3 separate regions of the Gossypium hirsutum genome follow, and all the other regions are linked to region 1. The links are chromatin contacts, called in public Hi-C maps. All regions are on one chromosome and are shown on one strand. The core of a region is the stretch at or near the end of the contact, and the rest is flanking DNA. Distances in the headings are between cores, read along the strand shown. Region 1 has its middle 21 kb from the start of LOC121222220. Region 2 holds the start of LOC107896649 (60S ribosomal protein L19-2). Region 3 has its middle 18 kb from the start of LOC121222830.

Region 1 (3,973 bases), core at 977-3,476:
CGAATCAAGCCATCATACTCAGCTTGAGCTGCAGCCTGCCACTCAGAGCTAGCAAATGCCTTCTCAATCGTAGACGGTTCCACAACTTCAACAGCCAGGACTTTTGGTTTAAAAATACCAGCCTTTGACCGAGTAGTCATTGGATAAACATTCACATCAGGCACAGAAATATCTGGTCCTGTAGGTACAGACGGAACTGTAATAACAGGCATAGGAAACTGATCATCTGAAGATAGTATAATAGAAGAAGAACTAGTATTTGGCGAGTGAGGACTAAGATGTGGTGAATCAATACCAACTCTATTTTGAGGAATCGAAGACCCACTCAAAAAACTTGGGCATGTAGGGCCAGATAACAAGTCCTAAGGACCAGAAGAAACAGTCTTAATGACAAGAACACATGTGGGTATAGGAACCAGCTCCCGATTAGACTTTAGTAGGGACGTCGGAGAAAGAAACTGCGATTCATCAAACTTCACATGACGAGAGACTATAATTTTAACATCAGGAAAAAGGCACTAATATCCCTTGTGATGAGAACTGTATCCCAAGAAAGTACAAGGCTGGGATCAAAAATCTAACTTGTGACACTGAAACAGACGCAGATACGGATAACAACACCAAAAAACACGCAAATGATCATAACTAGGGTCACGCCCGTAAAGAACTTTATACGGAGTTTGGCTATCTAGCACTGGCGTAGGAAGACGATTGATTAAATGAGCTGCACAGGTAAACGCAAATGCCCAGAATTCTATTGAGATCCCGCTTGAGCCAGAAGTGTAATCCCCATATCCACAATGTGTCGATGTTTACGTTCAATTACGCCATTTTGTTCAGAAGTATGTGGACACGTGAGGCGATGAATAATACATTGAGAAGCTAGAACCGAAGCAAACGTTCGATACTCGCCACCCCAGTCACTCTGAAATTGTTTTATAGGTTTACCAAATTGAGTCTGAACAATTTTCTGAAATTGACCAAAACAACTCACAGCCTGAGATTTCTGTTGAATCAAGTACACCCAAGTAAACTGAGTACACATATCGATAAACGACACATGATACCAATTGCTACCAGAAGCAACAGACGTAGGTCTCTAGAGATCCGAAACAACCAAAGAAAAAGGATCAGTATACTCAGTAGTTGAAACAGAAAACGACAACTTATGAAACTTCCCTTTTTAAAAGCAGTACAAACACCATCACTAGAAACTTTATTCAAATTGATATGACATTTATTTAGAACAGTCTGGACAATAGAAGATGACGGATGCCCAAGACGCTTAAGCCACAACAAAAAAATCTCACTATTATTAGTCTGATCTTGAAGCCTAACTTGAGCAGTAGACGGATGAAAGGTAAAAGGAACAGATGCATCTGATAGAGAGAAATGATATAGCCCATTATGAATATGCCCCATCAGCAATATCTCTTGCGTTATGCAATCCTTAATAATACAATAAGTGGGGTGAAACTCAAAAAATACACCATTATCACTTGCAAATTGTGATACTGACAATAAATTTTTTCGAATAGCTAGAACACACAAAACATTAGATAACAGAAGTAACCTAGAACGCGCAGATAACACACCCTGACCAATTGACAAAATCATAACAGACGTGCCATCACCCACTAAAAGAGAGGACGTACCTGAATATGGAACCGCATCACGCAAAGCAGAAGAATCCCGAAACACATGATTACTGGCACCAGAATCAGGGTACCAAGATGTAGTGCCAACTGGCCCAGGAAAGGTGAGTCTGTGCCATCACCACTAAGCCCACGTTGTACAGAGTTTATATGTGAGCTGGAAATAGAAGGATCAGAATAATCAGAAGCATGAATATCTCCCAGTCTAGGAAGCCCAATACACGGATCCAATGTACGAGCTCGCAGTTTAGTATGCCACGGAACCGCTACACCACCCAACGGTTGACCCTGTGGCCTAAAAGCAGTAAAGGAATCAACCTGCACATTGTTAGAAACAGGGTCATTGTCATTGAGGGAGCAGATTGCCTATTACCATGTGGAGGCCCAAAACCATCATTTAAACCACCATGTGTAGGCCCAAAACCACCATTGAAACCATTATTAACCCTAGAAACATTCGGCCCATGATTGTGACCAAAAGAAGATGGCCCATAAGCTTGAGGCCTAGTCTCATGCGGCACCAAAGGACCAGAAAAAGCATGTGGCCCACACCAATTTGACAGCCCATCATTCGGCCGCCCATTTCAACCATCATTCGACCGCCCATTCCAAGCCCACTGCTGACCATAATCTAAAGTTAAACCATCAGCATCGCAATTTTGACTTCAATTTTTTACTAGCCCCATGCGGAATCTGACCATGAGTAGAAACCCTAGGACGAGTGTTTTATTGTGGAAGCCAACCATGAGGGCCAGAATCATCTGGATTCGACATCGGAAACCTTGCTGGAGAAGCGTCATCGCAATGGTACCGGTAGTAGCAGCGTTGGGTGACGTGACCAAACCTAGAACAGATCTGGCACTAGAGGCGAGTCTGAAAACTCCTACCGCGACCGCTAGAGATAAAACGACCACCACACGTAGAACCATCCATGGCCGTCGTCGAAGAATCTTCCACCAGATTCCCGGCATAAACTACCTCCTGAATCGCTTGTACTTGCCGACTCTCGCACTCGACTAGAGCGTCCACCAGACATTGAAACGGCAGAGGAGTCAGAGATAGCGAGACAGAGGACACCACAGTTTCAAATTCAGCGGAGAGATCCGCAAGCAACACCGTCGTTTGCTCCGTCGCCAGGATGGGGGATCCAGACGCGTCCAAGAAAGCACAGATCCCTTTCAACTTTGCAACGTAATCACGGATCAACAAACTCCCTTTCTTGAGAAAATGCAGTTCATGACGCAAACGCGATTGTTTCAGATCCGTATTGGCCGTAAACATTGCCAACGTTGTCATTCACACATCAGAGGCCGATTTGACATCCAAAAATGAAGATAAAATTGACAAATTTATGGTGGAGAGAAGCCACGACGTGAGTAGATTATCCTGCTGTTGAAATGCTGACACCGCCGGATTAAGAACAAGTGCACCATCCAGCGCTTGTATAAACCTCGACGGAGCAGAGATAGAACTGTCAAGAAAACCAAATAAGTCATAACCATTGACAATAAACTGAACATGTTGCTTCCATTGAAGGAATGTTCCTTCATCGAGTTTTACAACCTCATGCCGAGGAAAAGAATGAACCACACGATCAGCAGCAAAGACAGAGCCATGCGGTTCAGCAGAGTCTGAGGCAGCAGAATTTGTAGTAGCCATGAAAGGGGATCACCGAGCGACTGATACCATGAAGAAATATAGGTAAAATGAAGAATTATAGGTAAACTCCTTGAATCTTGAAATGAACTGAGACTAGCTTGTGTTTACGATTTTAAATCTAGTGTTGAAAATCTGTCTAATACAATGTCCACACAGTTTATATATAGTCATTAGAGTAACTGCTTCCCTTAACAGCTAGCTAGCAACTTAGATCTCCTAACCACCTTTTAACTGACTCATATTATCTTTAACCCAGTAGAAACCCGTAAAACGAATGGGGTTGTTATTCTCCAAGTGAATCAGAGAATCAATATCTTTGCTAGAACAATTTTTTATTTCAACCTTAGTACTCTCTTTCAACATCATAACGAGGCCACCACTTTTCCCAATAGTGTTAACAGACTAACACCCTTCCATCCTGCACTTACTGCGAATAGATGAAAATTTATTAGCATGAATTTTTGTTTCACATAAGAAAATTATCTCAGGGTCGTTTGCAACAAAAAGTTGCTTTAATTCCCGAATTGTCGCAGAGTTTCTGATCCCACGACAATTCCAGCAAAGGATCTTCATTGCTCTTGGCGGGGCTGATCGCCAGCCGCTGCCTTGCATGGTGAAAGATTATCCAGCAGAACCCTTTATCTCTTTCTTTTGCTTTT
Region 2 (3,973 bases), core at 583-3,082, 160 kb after region 1:
CTCAGTATGGTTTTCTTCATTGAAATACCATACCTACTTTTCACAACTCAGTATGGTTTTCTTCACTAGAAAGCCATACCTACATTACACACTTTGCCATGGATCCACCATGGACTTATTCGTCAATTCATCACTGGTTACCGAACGTATGCACTCAATCCTGCATATCCTTTAATTTGAACTAACAATCTCATTTTATTCTCATTTTTACCATAATCATAATTCAACAACAATATACAAATTGATACATTATATCATTCTCACATTAACAGTTAATCATAAAAGTTCAACCGTATGAACTTACCTGAGCCAATTCGTAGAAGTTGTAAAAGTTCAGAAACTAGTTCGATACTTCCTCTTTTCTGCGTTTATCTTTGGATTCTCGATCTATAATATAAATTTTTCCATTCATTAGCATATAATTCAATACTAATTTACTTCACAATTTATGCCTTTCAATTTTTGAAATTACACTTTTACCCCTAAAATTTACAATTTTTACAATTTGGTCCCTACTCAATTAACCCTTCAATTGATCTAATTTTTCTCAATTAACACCTTATCCAACCATTTTAGACTACTATAAAGCCTTTGATATTCATAATTTCAGTACAAAACCCCAATTCCTAACTCTTTCACAATTAGGTCTTAAAAATCATTTTATGCTAAAATCACTTAATAAAATCATAATATAATGAAATTAAAACTTCAAATATATATTAATTCATCATAAAATTCCAGAACTTATTCATAGTAACTTACAAAATCACCCATGGAATCAAAAACTAATGAATTCAATAGTTGAACCTAGTTGTAAAAGTCACAAAACATAAAAATTTCAAAGAAAAAGCAAGAATTGAACTCACATGGCATAAAAATATGAGAAAACAACTTGTTTCAGACCTCCTATGGCGTTTTTCTGATAAATTATGAAGAAATCTCTAGATTTTTCACTTTTATCTTTGTTTTATATATTTAATTTGTAAAATTTCTAATTTTGCCCTTGTTTCTCCTTACTTTCTTGCTGATTTTTCTTGCCCAACCGTCCAGCCCATATAATTTGGGCCTAATTGCCTTTTAAATCCCTCCTTATTAGTCACTTAAGCTATTTAATCACAATTTAACAAATTTTGCACTATTTTCAATTTAGTTCTTTTTAATTAATTGACTATCCAAACGTTAAAATTTTCGTTAGAAAATTTTATACTAACTCAATGACACTCCATAAATATTTATAAAAATATTTATGGCTTGGTTTATGAACTCGAGGTCTCGATACCTCATTTTAGACCCAATTTGCCTATTAAATTCTTTTTAAATCACAAAATTCAATAAATCACAAAATTCACTAATTCAAAAATTCTTCTAAATTCACACTTGACCCATAATTATTAGTTTATTAAATTTTAAGACTCATTGGTCGGATTTAGTGATCTCGAATCACTGTTTTTGACACCACTGGAAATTAGACTGTTACATTGATAATAAGCAAATTCAACATGGGGTGAAATAAAGTTTCATATGAATAGTCTTAGTTTAGTTGACATTGTTATTGATGCAATAATCGGGAAGATGTGAATTTAAATGCGTATAAAATGAGTTTGAGAAAAGATTTAGGATTACACATTGATGTTGATGAAGTGTAAAATTTAGTCATGGCATTTGTAATTGTTAGCAATAGAGGGTCAGTTAATTGGCAGATTATACTTATGTCCTGCTGGGGCTTCAATATCTTAATTATAATTTATTTAAATAAATGAAAATATTTCGGTCAAGTATTGGACACGTGTTATTTTCTGTAATTTATTTATTTTATTTTAGGAAGAAAGCCCGTATCCTTCCTTATCCATCGGAAATAAACTGGGCCAACCCATTTGATTATTTCAAATCCCCAAAACCCTAACAAACTTTTTCACCTTCCTTATAAAAAGCCGCCTCCACCTTTCCCCTCAAAACTCCTCGATTTTTCCATTTCACAGAAGCCGGAAAACAGCAATGGTGTCTTTGAAGCTGCAGAAGCGGCTTGCCGCTAGCGTCCTCAAGTGCGGTCGCGGCAAGGTCTGGCTCGATCCTAATGAAATCAACGAAATCTCCATGGCCAACTCCAGTATGTTTACTTTCGCCCTATTTAATTCATTTTCCACTAATAGAATCCTAATCTCTTAGTCACAATGGTGTAGTAGTTTGTAGATCCTTGCAGTTATTGTTCTTCATAGATTGGTTAGGGTTTGCTAGATTCCTCGGAAAGCTTATAGAAAGAAATGATTGATTTTAGATCTAATTCTACTTATTCTTAGTTACGAGCTTGGTATTACTTTCTTCGGCTATTTATTTACGTCGAATTTCGGAGTTTAGTCCATTTCTGTTCCAATTAGTCTTAAATTGAATTGGTTGCAATTTTGGCGTTTTACCGTGTTCTCTGTCTTGCTGGCAAGCAGCTTCATGATTGTCTATTCCATGTAAATCAAGCTGTTAGCTGTTTTTTCTTCCTGGGTTTCTATTACTTTGTTTATATGATTTGGTCACTGTTTGCAGGGCAGAACGTTAGGAAACTTGTGAAGGATGGGTTCATCATCAGGAAGCCTACTAAGATTCACTCCCGCTCTCGCGCACGTAGGATGAAGGAGGCCAAGAGAAAGGGAAGACACTCTGGATATGGTATGATTAATATGCTATTTAGTAGCCTGTATTTAGCGTTTTGGATTGGTGATTGGTTTTCCTTGTTCCTTGAATTTTACTGTAAGCAAGGCATAATTCTAAAAGCTTTCAGGTAAGAGGAAGGGTACCAGGGAGGCAAGGTTGCCAACAAAGATTCTTTGGATGAGGAGAATGCGGGTACTGAGGCGATTGCTTCGTAAGTACAGGGAGTCCAAGAAGATTGACAAGCACATTTACCATGACATGTATATGAAGGTCAAGGGTAATGTGTTTAAGAACAAGCGTGTCTTGATGGAGAGTATCCACAAATCTAAGGCTGAGAAGGCGAGAGAGAAGACCATTGCTGATCAGTTTGAGGCCAAGCGTGCTAAGAACAAGGCCAGCAGGGAGAGAAAGTTGGCCAGAAGAGAGGAACGCCTTGCACAGGTAACTTAAACATTCTTCTTGATTCATACATTGATTTTGTGATGGGAAAAATAACCTTATGTCCTGAATGTTTGAAGTTTGATGTCGTGTTCATTGTGTTGTTGCTTTCCTGTTTTCCGGCATGGAAATGATCTTGCACCAAACTTTTTTCTTGATGAAAGAATTGGCAAAAACCATCCATATTTGAACTTGGCAGCTTTGACAGGCCAAGCTATATATTGATGTCTCTTACTGCTGCCGATGTTGATGTCACTTAATGCATCACCAAAAACACTGCATGATTTTCGTACCATATCTAGAAGATTGACTAGGCTTTTTTAAATACTGGTCTGGCCGGTTCAACTAGTTTAAGTGTGAACCAATCCGTCTGGTGGTTCAATCACATAAGTTAAACCTGGAAATTTATAGAACGGGCCAGAATCAACTTAGCATGATGATATCTGCTTCTTCTACTTTGTTATTTGTGATTTAATATTGATTTCTTGATGATACAGGGACCTGGTGTGAAGGCAATACCCACAGCGGCACCCCAACAAGCCGAGTAAGATGCATGATGATTTTCTTGCTCTATCTTATGTTATTCGGACTTTTTACTTTCCTTGAAAGTGTACCTTTCAAACACTTATCCACAACAACATAACATGCAGTTATGATCTTTTAAATATATAAAAAAAACCCTCAGAATATTCATAGATTTTATCTGTGTAAACAGGGTCTAAATTTGGATTTTTTTGACATTTGCAGGGGAGTTAAGAAGACGAAGAAGTGAATAAATAAGGAAGATGGCTAGACTTCATATGTTAATGGCTTTTGTTTTCTTTATAGGAGTTTGTTTGCGAAACTCTGGTTCCATTTATGTTGACACATATAACTATAAATTAGGGAATTT
Region 3 (3,973 bases), core at 777-3,276, 140 kb before region 1:
TAACATAAGTGACTAAAACGTAACATTTCAAACATAAGTGACTAAAATATAACCTGAAATAAATAAAAGTGACTATTTTAATAGTTTACCCTATTATTTATTATATCATAAAAACATCATCTAGGAAGGATAACAATTTATTAATTAATGGTATAATGTTAAATTTAACTCTCAACATTTAATAAAAACAAGAATTCTACTTTTTTTTTGTATAAAAAGGTTAATGGTTAAATTTAATTATTTTTTTTAAAATTAAGAATCAAGGTTAAAAAAAAAAACCCCACAAAAGATTTAAGTATTAAAGATTAAATTTACGAGGAAGCTTCACTTTCAAACCTGACACTTTTCCTATATATTGGGAACCCTCTTCTAACCATATACCCAGCAAAACAAACAAGCAATTTCAGTACCTACCAAGGCACACCATCAAGTTGATAACCTTAAAAAGGTTGGCCGGATTAGATGCCCTTGCCATTATAGAGGAACGCTTTGGCCGAGGGTCGTCGACTTATCATAAGAAGCCAGCCCCATACCAATACTATCAGGAACCATGTGAGCCTTACTTTAGAATCTACCGTCCCCCGGCCAGTACCGAAGCTATGAGTTGCAGGAGGCAGGAGGGCAGCTGAAAACATGGCGGGAAACTGATTAAGGATCATGGCCACATAAGTAAATCTTGTAGTCGGGGTTATATCTATAATTAACTTGGTTACCTTAGCTGCTTCTTTATCTGCTGTTTTTTCAGTATAACAGTAACAGCACTAAAGCTACTGTTAGGCCTTCTCAGCCGAGAGTAGTTACGGACATACATGCGTATGTCTATTTGTGTGTGCTTTGTATGTATGTAAGACCTTGTCGCTTATAGAAGATAATGTTTTGCTTGTAAAAATTTGAGTTTAATTTGAGTTTTATATATATATATATATTATGAGTTGTTCATACACTCTGATTACAACATAATTAAATACACAAGCAAGTTGGACTTATTACAGTTAAAGTTGCTTCAAATTCAATCAAAGTTACTTAATTAACCAAGTGTGAGTAAAATCTCGGAAGATCGACTTTGGGGATGCAACATTAAAATAGTTGTATTAAACTGAAATACTACAATATATAAGGAATAATTGAATTAAATAAGTAATGTATAATTGGATGAATCTAACATGAAATTAAAACGATGGACGTATTAGTGGAATATGAACTTTGGATCTTGACTCCCAAGTATTATACATTGATTGGTTTTCTTATAGACAATAATAAATTATAAATGAATATAACGGCAAAAATACACTTTGCCCAAAAATTTATAACTCTAAATTAGCTCTTGATGTTCTAGATTTTTTTTATTTAAGTCTCATCATATTTGAACCTTATCTAAATTTATTTTAATTTAAGTTTAAATATATTTTAATTATCAATCCATTATTTATAAATTGTAATAATTTGGTCCATATTGCTATTTTTTTTAATTAGAACAACTTTGATATTAATATAATAATATTAATCATGAATATATTTAATTAATATAACTATTGTTTTAATTAGATGAGGTTGGATAAGATACGAACCGAGTCACCGACTTGAACCCAAATCCACCGTGACATAAAATGCGTTTTCACAAAAAGATATCATAGAAAAAGTGGTGCATGTCTTTCTAATTCCTTTGATCTCAATATCCCCCAAAGTAGCTTTATATATATGAACAAAGTATTGAGACATGTTTCTCTAATTGACTGAATTTAATTTTAAAATGATAAAATTTCAATACAATATTTTTATACAATATTTAAAATTATTCATAATTCCTCCTCAATCTTTAAATATAAATATTTTTTAGTGTATTCAGACCTATATCATTCTATAGTAATAACAATATCGATATCCATAGAGTTAAAAGACTCGTTCCACTAACAAACATGGTTTTTATCTACTCTTAGAATTCAAATAATTTGACCCTTCAATTTGTATCACCTTACTTACAATCTTAACAAGCTGTTGTGCAAACTAGGTAGTCTGTGTGTCCTGGACTCTCATCGGGCTGAAAGCAATGGGTTGGATGCTGGCTTGCTACCAATTGTGTTTTGTCAATCAATCTGTTGGACCTCTCGGATTGTAGAATCCTTGGGTTTTGGCTTTTCCTCATGGGTTGGCGTATTTGGGTACAATAAATCTATAAGGTATATTTAATGGTATTCTAACAATTTTTATTTAAATAATTACTTGGATCTTGATAATTAATTAGAATATAAAAATGTATTTGTAAAGGTTTTTTTTATTGTTGATGTTTATTTTATAATTTATGTTGTCCTTTTCAATAATGATGTCTCTTAAGTTTAAAGCTTTTCTATATACCCTTAAAAACATGTAATTCTTGTGTTACTCTTTAAATTTAAATGTATCCGAAGAAGTTAAGTGATTGGCTATTTTGAAGCCTCTAATTATGTTATCTTCGGTTCATCTCCGATGGGTAATAACTTATATCAATCAAATTAAATTAAAAATAATTTATTTAAAAAATATATTAAAATTTTTATTAAATTAAATAACAAATGATTGTATAGATATAAATTGTCTTAAGCCAAATTAAAATATATTCTTAATTTTACCATTATATTATATTGACAAAAAAAACACCTAAGATGTTATAAGTTACTGCAAGCAATTAGCACTATTTTGATTTTGTTAGCTAGGTGGCTTTTTTTTATATAACACTTATTTTAACTAATTATGCTAAAATATTTTTTTTGTTAGAATAGTATTTTATAAAAGTTTCATTTCAAAAATAAATTAAATTAGATAACAATATTAATTTCTTAGATTAATTAATAAAATTAAAAAATATAAATACCAAATTATGTTAAAAATTATAGAGATTGAATTGCAATTATTTTTGGTGAGAAATAAACAAAGAAGAAGATTAAACTAAACTAAGGGAAATCTTCCTTGGAGGAATCTCATACAGTTGTAGACTCTGTTCCATCCCAAAGAGCCATTTTGGCTATGCAATCAGCATAATTGTTATCCTCTCTAGGGACGTGTTGTAAAATCCACTATCTATCCTTTGACAAAAGTTGATGAACTCGTTTGATCAGAGTAGAATTTGATGTCCTCAATGAGAAGTCCTAGATAGCCTTCACAACCTCCACATTATCAGACTGAATTGACACTCTTTCATGATCTTGAATCTAAAGAAGAGTCAACCCATCTAAGATGCCTCATAGCTTAGCTTCAAAGATTTAACATTCCCCCATACATCTATTATAACCTAGAATCCACTCTCCGTTCTAATCGCACAAAACTCCCCCGGTAGCAACAAGTACGGAATTTACCTTAACAGCACCACTAGTATTTAACCGGATCCATCCATTTGACAGTGAGACTGCCGACCTAGCTTCTTGTCTCTTGTGTAGGTTATCTTTAAGTAAAAAAGCATATTGCTTTGCCTAACTATAAGAAATTTTAACTGTCTCACAAGCACTCCATGACGTCCCCTGAAATGTGAAAAGATTCATGTTCTTCCAAATACGCCATGCGATCATTCCAAACAAGCAAGGCCTATCTACATCTCCTAATGACAATCTATGTTGGTTTTGCAAATTACACACAAACCATTCATGTCGGCTACTAAAGTAGAACAATTTGACTTTGTCAACGTGAATGACTTGCGACCAGACATCTTTTGTCACAACACAGTTTCTAATGGCATGTAAAACATCCTCTGAATTATAACCACACAATGCCTATGATCCTACATTCTCGATACCACACTTCACTCGTTCCACATTAGTCATTAAACGTTGTTAGAGGACAAGCCAAATGAAGAGTCTAACTTTTTAGGGTCCCTATAATTTCCATGGGATTTTCCATGTGACATCCTTCAAATTCCTCGACCTCTCCCTTAGTTTCCAATAAGCATTCTTGAGAGAAAATTGACCTGTTGAAGTACCAACCCACGTGATTTTATCAGGCCCTG

Evidence for each region. Hi-C and Micro-C count contacts between places; a contact is called where the count stands out from the background.
Region 2: a contact with region 1 is called in a Hi-C map of leaf, with 3 times the contacts expected there. The contact joins the promoter of LOC107896649 here to the enhancer-like site in region 1. A contact is called at or near these places in 6 of 34 Hi-C or Micro-C datasets (callus, hypocotyl and leaf).
Region 3: a Hi-C map of leaf shows a contact between it and region 1, with 2.0 times the contacts expected there. The contact joins two enhancer-like sites. A contact is called at or near these places in 5 of 34 Hi-C or Micro-C datasets (anther, hypocotyl, leaf and 2 more).

What each region holds. Positions count from the first base shown.
Region 1 is chrD10:51,027,680-51,031,652 of Gossypium_hirsutum_v2.1, forward strand. No RefSeq gene overlaps it. Among protein-coding and RNA genes, the nearest start is that of LOC121222220, 21 kb to the left of the region's middle. Within about 2 kb of position 2,227, at least 7 of the 9 cell types and tissues checked have an H3K27ac peak or open chromatin away from gene starts, as enhancers often do. A contact at or near this core is called in hypocotyl and leaf, where this site is marked.
Region 2 is chrD10:51,183,536-51,187,508 of Gossypium_hirsutum_v2.1, forward strand. It overlaps LOC107896649 (60S ribosomal protein L19-2), which reads left to right and starts at 1,833. Exons shown (of 5, transcript XM_016821869.2): 1 at 1,833-2,107; 2 at 2,536-2,658; 3 at 2,771-3,084; 4 at 3,579-3,625; 5 at 3,829-3,973. The coding sequence starts at 1,996. The coding sequence ends at 3,853.
Region 3 is chrD10:50,888,010-50,891,982 of Gossypium_hirsutum_v2.1, forward strand. No RefSeq gene overlaps it. Among protein-coding and RNA genes, the nearest start is that of LOC121222830, 18 kb to the right of the region's middle. Within about 2 kb of position 2,027, at least 2 of the 9 cell types and tissues checked have an H3K27ac peak or open chromatin away from gene starts, as enhancers often do. A contact at or near this core is called in hypocotyl and leaf, where this site is marked.